2 separate regions of the Zea mays genome follow, and region 2 is linked to region 1. A link is a contact called in public Hi-C data. All regions are on one chromosome and are shown on one strand. The core of a region is the stretch at or near the end of the contact, and the rest is flanking DNA. Distances in the headings are between cores, read along the strand shown.

Region 1 (5,197 bases), core at 1,635-4,134:
CGGGTAAGCGCTCGCCGATGGAAGGCAGCGTTAGGTCCCCGGGCGCGGCGGGCGAGGCCAGGGGAGAGGGGCGTTCGGGGCGGCGGCTGTCGTCCGCGAACCGTGTGGCGCGCGGGGACGCGATGGCCGGCGACGCGGAGCCGCCCGACGACGCCTGGCGGTGGTCCTCGACGAAGGTGGCCGAGCGCTGGATGCCCTGCTTCCGACGGTACGCCATCACCGAGACGTCGCGCGCGGTCGCACGCACGCAGACGGGGGTGGAGAGTGGAGCCTGGCGCTCTGCGTACCGTTTCTTGGGTGGAGCGGGCTCCTGGGGCGACGACGAGCTCTTTCCGGGGCTCTCCCGTTCCGCGGGACGGGAGCGGTGGTTGTGTCGTGGCCGTTATTTTTGGTAACGAACTCAGCCCGCGTTTTCAGGCCGCGCGAGTTTCTGTAGCGTGGCACCATGACCGGCCGGCAAGGAGCTGTGCCTGTGCATGGTTATTGGTTGCTTACAATACAATCATGAAATGACCGAGTCAGCGTTGTTACTCTGACGCTTGCACGGATGGCAGAGTTCTGAGTTCAATATGCTGAAAAATGCGTTAAATAGCAATTTTTAAATACATAATATAAAAAGTATTTAAGGTTCATCCATCTGGCATCAGGCCGTCGAAAATAAAACGGCCACCAGAAGTCCTCTGTATTCCTGTTGTGTGGAGTGGCGAAGCCTGAAACCTCCGACAACTTCCTCTGCCCTCACTTCCTCCGTGTAGTCGCCGGTGAGCAGGTTGAGGCACAGGTAGAAGGCACGGGTTGGCCATTGGCCTGGAGGAGTCCATTCTGATGCTACGACGAAGGAGGCGGCGGAGACAGGCCGACGGTGGGCGTGGCACGATGCCGGGGAGGAGGCAGCTCGGCATCGGCGGATAGCGTACGCTCGCCTCCGGCCATTGCACCTGTTCAGCCACGTGGCTGTGACGGGCGCCGCCTCATACACTACTCGCTAGTTTGAGAGTCCAAAAATCAAAGGAGATTGAACCGGCTAAAATTTCCTTCTTATTTAAAATTAAATAAGAAGAGAATTTTAGTCCCTCCAACCATCTTCGGTTTTTGAACTCCCAAACTAGTCTTACAAGTTGTCACCCTCCCTATCGCCGTAAAGGAGGTGTTGTCACGAATGAAGAGCCTGCAATGAGTATGGAATCGTCTGCAACATGTATAGAACAAACGATGTATTTGAGACGACGTGGACGAGGACGAGTTAAATAGCCACTTGGAGTTAGACGCATTACTCCGTGTGTTCTTTTTATTTATCACATTTTAATTTAAAAATAAACATGCGGTCGATGAATATTGGAGAGTGCAGCTAGTACTATAATATATACCATGTGTTTGGTTTCGTGCAGAGGTTAAGCCCGGCGCACGAGAGCCTGGGCCGCCAGGTACGCCCGATATGATCTTCCCCACACATGCAGTCAAGAGCCCCTTTTTTAGCCTGTGCTGCATGGGCGGATGCAGCCCATGCCCCCTGCATACAGGTTAACAAAGAAAAGCCTACGCTTAGCCAATACATACGAAGGATCTGGCCAAGCGCGTCCACATAACAAAACACGCAGATAGAGTCTGAGCAAAACTAGCACACTGGAGTGTCCATGTGGCCCCGTTTTTTACTGGCCCCTCGATCTCATCCCGACGGTTCAGCTGCCTGCGGTGCGGGTGCTTGACTTTGTCCTACCGTTTACTTAGCAGAACACGTCCTCTTCGCTGTAGGAAGGAAAATGCATCGTATTCTTTGTGCTGCGTGACTACTATCCAGCTTCAGCAGGCCTCTTTGGGCTGCCTCTGTCGTGATGAGCTGCAACGAGTTCGCTGGCTCCCTGGTGGTGGCATCCATGTCGAACACTCGAACTCGACGTCCGCGATGAAGGACCTCAATTCCAAGAAGAGGAAGGCGACCACAGCGACAAGGGTGAAGGCAACCCCTCCACCATTCTAGCCTCTGGACCACATCGACCTGAGTGGAACCAAGGCGATGTTGTTGCACGCCGGGTGTGCGAACGCGACACCCGTGACGGCGCCGGACATCGCGTTACCGGTGAGATCACCTGTAGTGCGGAGAGTGCGGCCAGCGCCACGGCGCTCAGCGTCCCGAACAAAGAATTGCTGCAGGTCACAATAGACCAGACTACCAGAGCGACGATAGCAGCGACCCTGCCACAAGGAGCAGCGACCCACTAAGTAGATCAAACACATAGGACACACAGATATAATTTCGAAAACTCTTCAATGCGAATGGAAAAAATCATGGGTGCCGATCAGCAACAATCTCACCATTTTTCAGATGTTTACATATCACAGAAGATTTACAATTGAGATAACTATCTCCTACGACTTATAAGAATATTTATATCTGAGTAGTGAACACACGACAATATCTGAGAGAGTGTTGCGTGTAGGGCGAGGTCAGAGTTACAGGCATTTAGGGCGTGTTTGCGATCCTGTGCCGGGCCGGCTCGGCCCGTTCAACTGGTCCAGACTGAGGCTAGTCTGTTCCGGTTACTGTAACTCACTTTGTTTGTGCACTTGTACCGTATAAGCCTAGCTCAGACGAGCTGTTGTTTGTCACCCAGTAAATCATCGGACTAGAAGGCTAAAACTAACTAAACGTGGAAACCTTACACCATAAGCAGCCAGACTCCCAGGAAAACGGACATTGATCTCGTTTTTGTGGAGTCAGTCTAAGAGGTTAAATTTGTAGATGCACAGTCAGGCTCCCGAGCAAGTTAGACGACGCAAACACGAGAATTGTAGCCCGGAAGCGCAGCCAGGCCGGTGGGCCATGGCGGCAAACACGCACTTAATAAAAGTAGTATAGATTAGGTGCTGTCCGAAGCACACCTCACGGCACGGCTGACGGGCCTTTCCGTTCCGCCGCTCGCATTCTCCCAACCCTCACCAACGGCTAAATGCTTGGAGGTATATCGTCGAACACCTGACTTGCGTTGCGTGACAGCGCACCCCGAGACCCCGATAAGATGTGGCGGCTCTCTTCGGCCGCGGCGCTCCTCCGACGCTCGCTCGCCGCCACCGCGCGCCTCTCCGTTCCGGTACTGCCCTTATCTGCTTTACCCATTTTTTGTGATTTCAGCAAAAGAAATTCCGCCGCGGTGCTTGGTTAGCGCGGACCTGTCACGAATTCGAGAATCAAGTACAGCCTCACTTGAATCCAAGCACTTGCTAGAACGTGCGCTGCACGGCTAGATTACTACCTCGCTGAGGGGTTGATTGATTCCTTGCGATTTCAGCTCAGCGTGAATTAAGATTCCTGTGACGGATTATCTAGTAGACTTAGTGTCTTTTCTTAGCAACCAGGATCCGATCCTTGGTCCGGTTGTTGAACGTTTGAATAAGTTATTTCCTTTTTCTTTTTTTCACCTATGCTGTTTTTATTGTGGTAGCCGGTACTCAAAATGGTGAAATGATATCAGAAGTTTCATTTATTTTTTACATCCAGAGGTATTTGATGCGTGCCTTGCTCGTGGTACAGCCCACTGCACGCACTAATTCACCCATGGCTGTGCGTTGCCTACAACAGTGTGGTTCAGATAACACCGACGATGACAGGGTCATTCAGGCGTTTAAGCGGTGCTGCTCAACCAGTGCAAGCAGTGGTGTTTCAGATGCATCACCATGTGCTGCTTATGTCGAGAACCTCTGCAGATCTGGCAATCTTGTTGATGCTGTTCGTGTTCTTCGACATCTGCATGACGAGCAGATCCATGTCGGCCTGCACACCTTTAATATGTTACTGCAACACACAGCTGAAGCAAACATCTTTACTCTTTTTGCCAAGGTATTCAGGTACCTGCTGCTTTCAGAACTTACTCCTGATTCAACTTCATATATGAATGTTGCATTGGCCCTCCAGAAGTTGGATGACTGTGAAATGATACTCAAATTTGTAAGAGAAATTTTGGAAATCACACACTCTAGAGATGCTACAGTTATGAATCGCATTATCTTTGCCACAGCCAAATACGGACACATTGATAAAAGTTTGGTCATTTTCGAAGAGTTGAAGAAATATGAAACCAGCTTGGATGTTGTCACGTTCAACACTGTTTTGGACATGCTAGGGAAAGCTGGACGGGTGGACCAAATGCTTGGTGAGGTGAAGCTAATGGAAAAACTTAGGCATTTTCCTGACATTGTGACATACAATACACTAATAAACTGCATGCGAAGGCTTGGTAGACTAGATTTGTGCAAAAGGTTTGCTTTGGAAATGGTAGAGAGAGGCATCACTCCAGATTTGAGGACATATACTGCACTAATTGATAGTTTTGGACGGTCTGGCCATATTACTGAAGCCCTGGAAATGTTTCACGAGATGAAAAAGTCGCACCAACCTTCAGTTTATGTCTACCGTGCATTGACAAGCAACTTGAAAAAGGCTGGACATTTTGAACTAGCACAAAAGCTCACCGAGGATATGAATTCAAGTGCTTCAGAGTTAATAGGCCCAGAAGATTTCAAGCCAAATAATAAGGGTATAAGGTTTAGAAAAAATGGCTAAGAGGTCACTGGTTGATTTTTGAGGCCTGAATTCTTTTTATTTGCGCTATGTGCTCACCCGTAGTCCCATACTGCTATAGATTCTGGCGTTGGTTGGAATGTTTTGGAGAATGAAGCTCAAAGAATTAGAGAGATACAAAGCTTTAAGATGGCAGAAGCATGATGGTTAGGCAGACATGCAGTGATACAGGGTCAAGAGGACCTACTGACCTGAATGGGCATTTTTGCTGCATCATTTTAAGCAGCTCACGAGTCACGAGAAATTTGAAGACTCACCCATTTAGACGACCTGAAAGGCTGCATCTGTGACTCATTGATCGCTTTATGTAACATAGGCACACTGCAGGATTTGGCTGTGTGCCTGTGACATAGGCGAATATCATGCTAGGCAGAAACATGAAAAACTACTGCTTCTGCAATTAGTTTTTTTCCTGTGAATCTTTAGGCATGAAAAGGGACAAGTTTCCATATTTTCTCCGTTTCTTTACCCTTGTAATCAGAGAGTGTATAACGTACTATGAGTTGACGAAGTTCAATTTATTATCTTAGCTATTCGATCGTACTATGTACTCCCTCTGTCCGAAAATAAAATTTGTTTTAGAGATTTATTGAATTCACACAATATTTGGTATATGTTTTA
Region 2 (5,197 bases), core at 1,522-4,021, 190 kb after region 1:
AGGTACTCCTCGTCCATCTGCCGCTCGCTCTTGGGGACGTCCGGGACGATGGTGATGGCGCGCGCGTGCACGTTGGCCGCGGGGCCCCGGGGCGGCATGGGCTGCGGCGGCGCCAGCGCGGGGGCCTTGTAGCCCGGCGGGATGAACCGGACGATGGTGAGGCAGACGCCCGGGTGCTCCACCATGCGCCACGCGTAGGCCAGCCCCTCGCGGTCGTCGGGCCCGCCGAAGAAGAGCAGCGCCACGTGGTGCACGCTCGCCATGCGCGCCGCCGCGGCGCTGAGTCCGCGGTCCACGAGGATGCCCACCGAGCACGGCGCCGACGACAGGATGCTCTCGTTGAAGCCCCGGAGGGACGCGTTGATGGGTTCCATCCCGCCGTCCACCGTCTGCTGCTTGTGGAACGGGAGCACGATGAGGGACACGTGCTTGTCCTCCGCCAGGATGGACACGTCCTCGTGCATCGTCTGGTACGGCGACACCGCCGTCAGCGCCTGGACGGACACGCCGCCCACGCTCTCCTCGTAGCTCTCGAAGGCGTTGAAGATGTGGTCGCTGGAGCTGCGGCTCTGGTTGGTGGCGGAGTGGTGGGCGGCGAGCATGTTGGACGCGCGCCCGGTGAGCTCCACGAGGTGCAGCGCGTAGATGAAGATGGGGGAGCGCTTGGTTGGGTTAGACAGCTCCAGCAGCGAGATGATGGACGGCACGTTGCGAGTGGTGTGCACGCACGCCAGCATGCGCAGCTCGGAGTCGTGCTTGGACCGCTGCAGGTTGCGCCGCTTGTAGCCGACCAACCGCCGCGCCGGGCGGTACACCGTCGTCACCACCGGCGTCACGAGCGCCGTCATCGCCACAGACACCAGCACCATCACCGCGAACGACTCATCATCCAGCACCTGGTTTTATTTCTGTCTGTGGTCATCCAGTCCAATAATGGCAGTTGATGAATGAAATACTGAAATGACGTGGAGGAGTTGACTACTGACCTCCTTGTCCCTTCCGATGTTGAGGACGATCATCTCCACGAGCCCTCTGGTGTTCATGAGAAAGCCGAGGGCGACGCCGTCGCGGAAGGTCATGGTGTAAGAGACAGCGATAAGGATGGTGCCCATGACCTTGGCGAAGCTGGCCATGGTGAACACGAGCACGAGGAGCCCCACGGTAACGGGGTCGTGCACCCGGGTAATGTTGGTGCGGAGGCCGCTGATGGCGAAGAAGAGCGGGAGGAGCAGCCCGGTGACGAAGTCCTCGAGCTTCTCGATGAGCACGACGCCCAGCTGCCCGCTGGGTATGACCAGGCCGTAGACGAACGCGCCGAACACCGAGTGGATGCCGATGGCGTCGGTGCAGACCCCGGCGATCATGACGCCGGTGAGCACGAGCATCACGTGCACGTCGCTGATGGCCTCGCCCTCGGGGACGCGGCGGACGATCCACCTCATTAGCGGGCGCACGACGTAGAAGCAGGCGAGCACGAAGAGGACCCCGGAGAGGAGCACCCACAGGGAGGAGAAGGCAGAGCTGTTGACCTCGGAGATGGCGATGGCGAGCGCGAGCAGGATCCACGCGCACATGTCGTTGACGATGGCGGCGGACATGGCGATGCGGCCGAGGTCGGAGTTGAGCAGCTTGATCTCGGCGAGGATGCGGGCCAGCACCGGGAACGCGGTCACGGAGAGCGCGACGCCGAGGAAGAGGAGGAAGGAGGCCTGGTGCACGTTCTTGGACACCTGGTGCCGGAAGATGAAGGACGTGGCGGTGCCGATGCAGAAGGGCAGCGCCATCCCCGCCACGGCAATGATGAGGGCCTTCTTCCCCGACCGCCTGATGACGTTGACGTCCATCTCGAGGCCGACCAGGAAGAGGAAGTAGAGGAGGCCGAGGTGTGCCACCGTCTCCAGCGTCAGCAAGCTCCGCACCGGGAACACCGTGCTCGCCCAGACATCCACCTGCCCCATCACGGACGGCCCAAGGATCACGCCGGCCTGCGTACATCACGGCAACCAGCTGATCACTGACGCATGGCCTTTGGATTCGCGTCTCTATCTCGCCGGTGCATGCAATTGCAATAGCAGCACCAAAACCAATCAGCAGCTCAGTCTTACGCACGAGGATCTCAGCGATGACGCGGGGCTGGCGGATGGGCTTGAGGAGGAGGACGAGGAGGCGGGTGGTGGCGACGATGATGGCCGTCTGAAGGATGAAGAGCGGGAGCGAGAACTCCAGCGGGTTGGCCCCCTGCCAGATGCCGTGGGCCGTCACCATCATCGGCGAGTAGCACACGACCGAGGCGGCGCTGGAAATGTTGTTGCCCAGCGCCACCTGCGCCGTGGCGTTCCTCGGCGGCAGCAAGCCGGCCGTCCCCGCCGCTGGCACCTCTGTGGCCATCCCGGCGCATGGGAGAGCGTGACCAGAGCGTCGTGGCGAGCTAGCACAGTGGGAAGGGACGAAAGGTTCGGGAGGGATTGCGTCCAGTGAGCAGAAATGGGCCCGAGCGTGGAAAGTGGCCGAGGCCGGAGCGAGGACACGCGTGGCAGTGGTTTCTAGAGTAACTGCTAAATTTTGGCCGGCTCTCCGGGGAGTTTGCGCTTTCCGTTGCCTAATTTTTTACGACCGCAGCTTCGTTCTACTATTCTGCACTGAGTCTGAGTGATACGAACACACTTGTACAAGGCATATACGCTCATATTTAAAAGGAGTGCTTCGCTTGATTATCCAGCCAATTAATTTTGAGATCAATGCCTTGGACTAGGCTTAACTTTAATTACATACAAATATAGATGCTACAGAGGCTCAAAAATGTAATTCTCCTTATATCATCAATATACTAAAACTTACTTCGTTGGTTTAGACCCTGTTTGAGAACAATGTTTTTTAAAAAAAAACACAGTTTTTGAAATATTATAGTATACTTTAGTCATAACAATGTCATAGTTTAAAATTCTAAATGCAACACAGCTTAGATCTCACATAGTGGCACCGGATAACCGTTTAACTCACTACATGATCCCACTTAGTAGTATGACTATCTAAATTCTATACTAAATCTGACCAAACATTTCTTTACTCAACCTTTGACCGATAAAATGAAATACTAACAATGTTTGGTTAGATTTAGGATAGAATTCTACCCTAAATCTGACCAAACATTTTGTAGTATTATACAAATGCACTTTGCCTTACGCGTTCGATTTCATCTTCTTCAATGGTGATGCCACACAAACATCCACCTTCACCGAGCCACTTGTAATGAACGTGAGTCGTCTATGATACTCGATACCTCGTAAATGACATGGTCTACTTCATGTCATCGTTTTGTCTTATTGGTCTATCGATTGTAACTTCGCTTGCTCTTTATGGTTGCCTTGATCCACCAGTGCCAAATTCTCTACTCGTGCTTCATCATCTCAACAGTCCATTATCCCCGAGCATCTACATGCCCATCACACTTGCAACTCCTCGTTCTATCATAGCCAAGACATGTCTATCTTGATATTCACTAGCTAGCCACATATTATCATGCCATGTCTCATATGCAATAAGCTTCTCCACCAGTTGAGCACTTGTAAGTAAGAGGTGGTAATGGGCTATAAAATTTACAATATAAAACTTAAGGATCGAATCGGATTAGAATCATGCTATATTTCTATTTATTTTTAAACTAAAATTATTCTAAGGACTTAAACAGCTAGTAAAGAAAAATTTGAATCGTGATCCATTATCACCCCTACTCGGGAGGTAACTAAGTCGTCTCTTTTATCTTGGCTGACTGGCTGTGTTGACACTAATGCATTTATGGACTAATCGTATGTATATATCATATAAAACACATATTAGTCTACATATATTGTCACTCAATCACTGAAAGTAAACTATAGACTTTCACCGTGCAGTGCTCAACCAGACCACGAGCTGCATGCATGGCCATCTATAAAATAAATGAGGCGGCTCCGGCTGATGAACCTGCTCTGGTTCCGGAAGATCTGCAAGGGGATGGTGAAGAGACTCTCTGCAGGGTGTGAGCGCGAAAAACGGATTAGGGCGCCGTAGCATTGACGGTTTTGTTGGTGCCCTTTTTTATAGTGTCCTGTGTGGGATGTGGACCCAAAGTGGTGTCCGTGTTCTATTTGTTTTTGGGCCTCCGTGTTTACGTCGTCGGCTATTTGCATTACAGTTTTCAGTAGTGTCACGCAGCCACTTTTCGTGGCCCGCTTTCTCATTTTCCTGGCCTGGGTCCAATCCAATAAACCGCTTCGACAAGCTCACTTCGCCCGCCTCCCGCGTGCGCGCGCCTGCATGCGGCGCAAAGCCTCACTACTCTGTAGTACAAATTTACTAGTCCGCTGATGTGCAGCGGATGGAAGCATACGTACTCGCTGTCCGATGTATGTATGTATGTATTGTCTATTAAGCCACCTTTGACGCGACAAGATGATGCAGGGAACTTTTTCTCGCAAACATTTTACGCAAACATTTTACCTTGAGTTGATTTAGAAAAAATATAAAGATCTTTTTTAAAAAGATAATACAGGCGTTGAAACTGATTAAGTACAGTAGAGATGTATACATCTATTGTCTATTATTGTCTAAGCCACCTTTGACGCGGCATCGGGCGAGGGGGCAGCCCAAATCCTAGTCCTAGTGTTTAGGTCCTGCAGCTTGTCGTCTAGTCAAGCTCGCTTAGCGGATTAGCCCGTCCAGCTGCTAGCTTGCTCTGTCGGCGCTACATGTGTCTACCTGGAAGGGAGTCACCGGTCATGCACGTATGTACGTGTGCACACTTGCGATTGCGATGTTTATTGACTTGATTACTACCACTACGTACTAGGATAATCTTGTCATCACAACCTATGCACGCGTAACGCGTTTATTAATTATTTTGTAATTTATATGGATATATATACTCCATGTACAGCTGATTCACGAGTACGTACGTCGCCGCTGGAAGGGCCATAGCGCGTGCGTGTATCAGCTGCTAGATCGAGTTTGGTTTGGTTGTACTTGTACAGTTGTACTCATCACCGGCCGGCTGTTTTCCGTATCTCTCTGTACGTAGTACAAACTCCTCATAAACTCTGCACATACAGACAGTCGATGGATTTCAGGCGTTACGCGGAGTACGCTGCTGGCATGCCGCTGGCCGGTTAATTTGTTTGTTGCTCACCGCCCGTATATATCCACCTGCTCGATGGTTTGG

The links. Hi-C and Micro-C count contacts between places; a contact is called where the count stands out from the background.
Region 2: a Hi-C map of leaf shows a contact between it and region 1, with 6 times the contacts expected there. The contact joins the promoter of LOC103630515 here to the promoter of LOC100275714 in region 1. A contact is called at or near these places in 2 of 25 Hi-C or Micro-C datasets (endosperm and leaf).

The regions. Positions count from the first base shown.
Region 1 is chr6:166,227,337-166,232,533 of Zm-B73-REFERENCE-NAM-5.0, forward strand. It overlaps LOC100275714, which reads left to right and starts at 2,885. Exons shown (of 2, transcript NM_001149739.1): 1 at 2,885-3,089; 2 at 3,497-5,112. The coding sequence starts at 3,018. The coding sequence ends at 4,558. It overlaps LOC103630511, which reads right to left and starts at 388. Exons shown (of 6, transcript XM_008651576.4): 1 at 1-388. The coding sequence starts at 217.
Region 2 is chr6:166,418,624-166,423,820 of Zm-B73-REFERENCE-NAM-5.0, forward strand. LOC103630515 (cation/H(+) antiporter 15) reads right to left here and starts at 2,772. Exons shown (of 3, transcript XM_008651579.3): 1 at 2,110-2,772; 2 at 987-1,985; 3 at 1-896. The coding sequence starts at 2,388.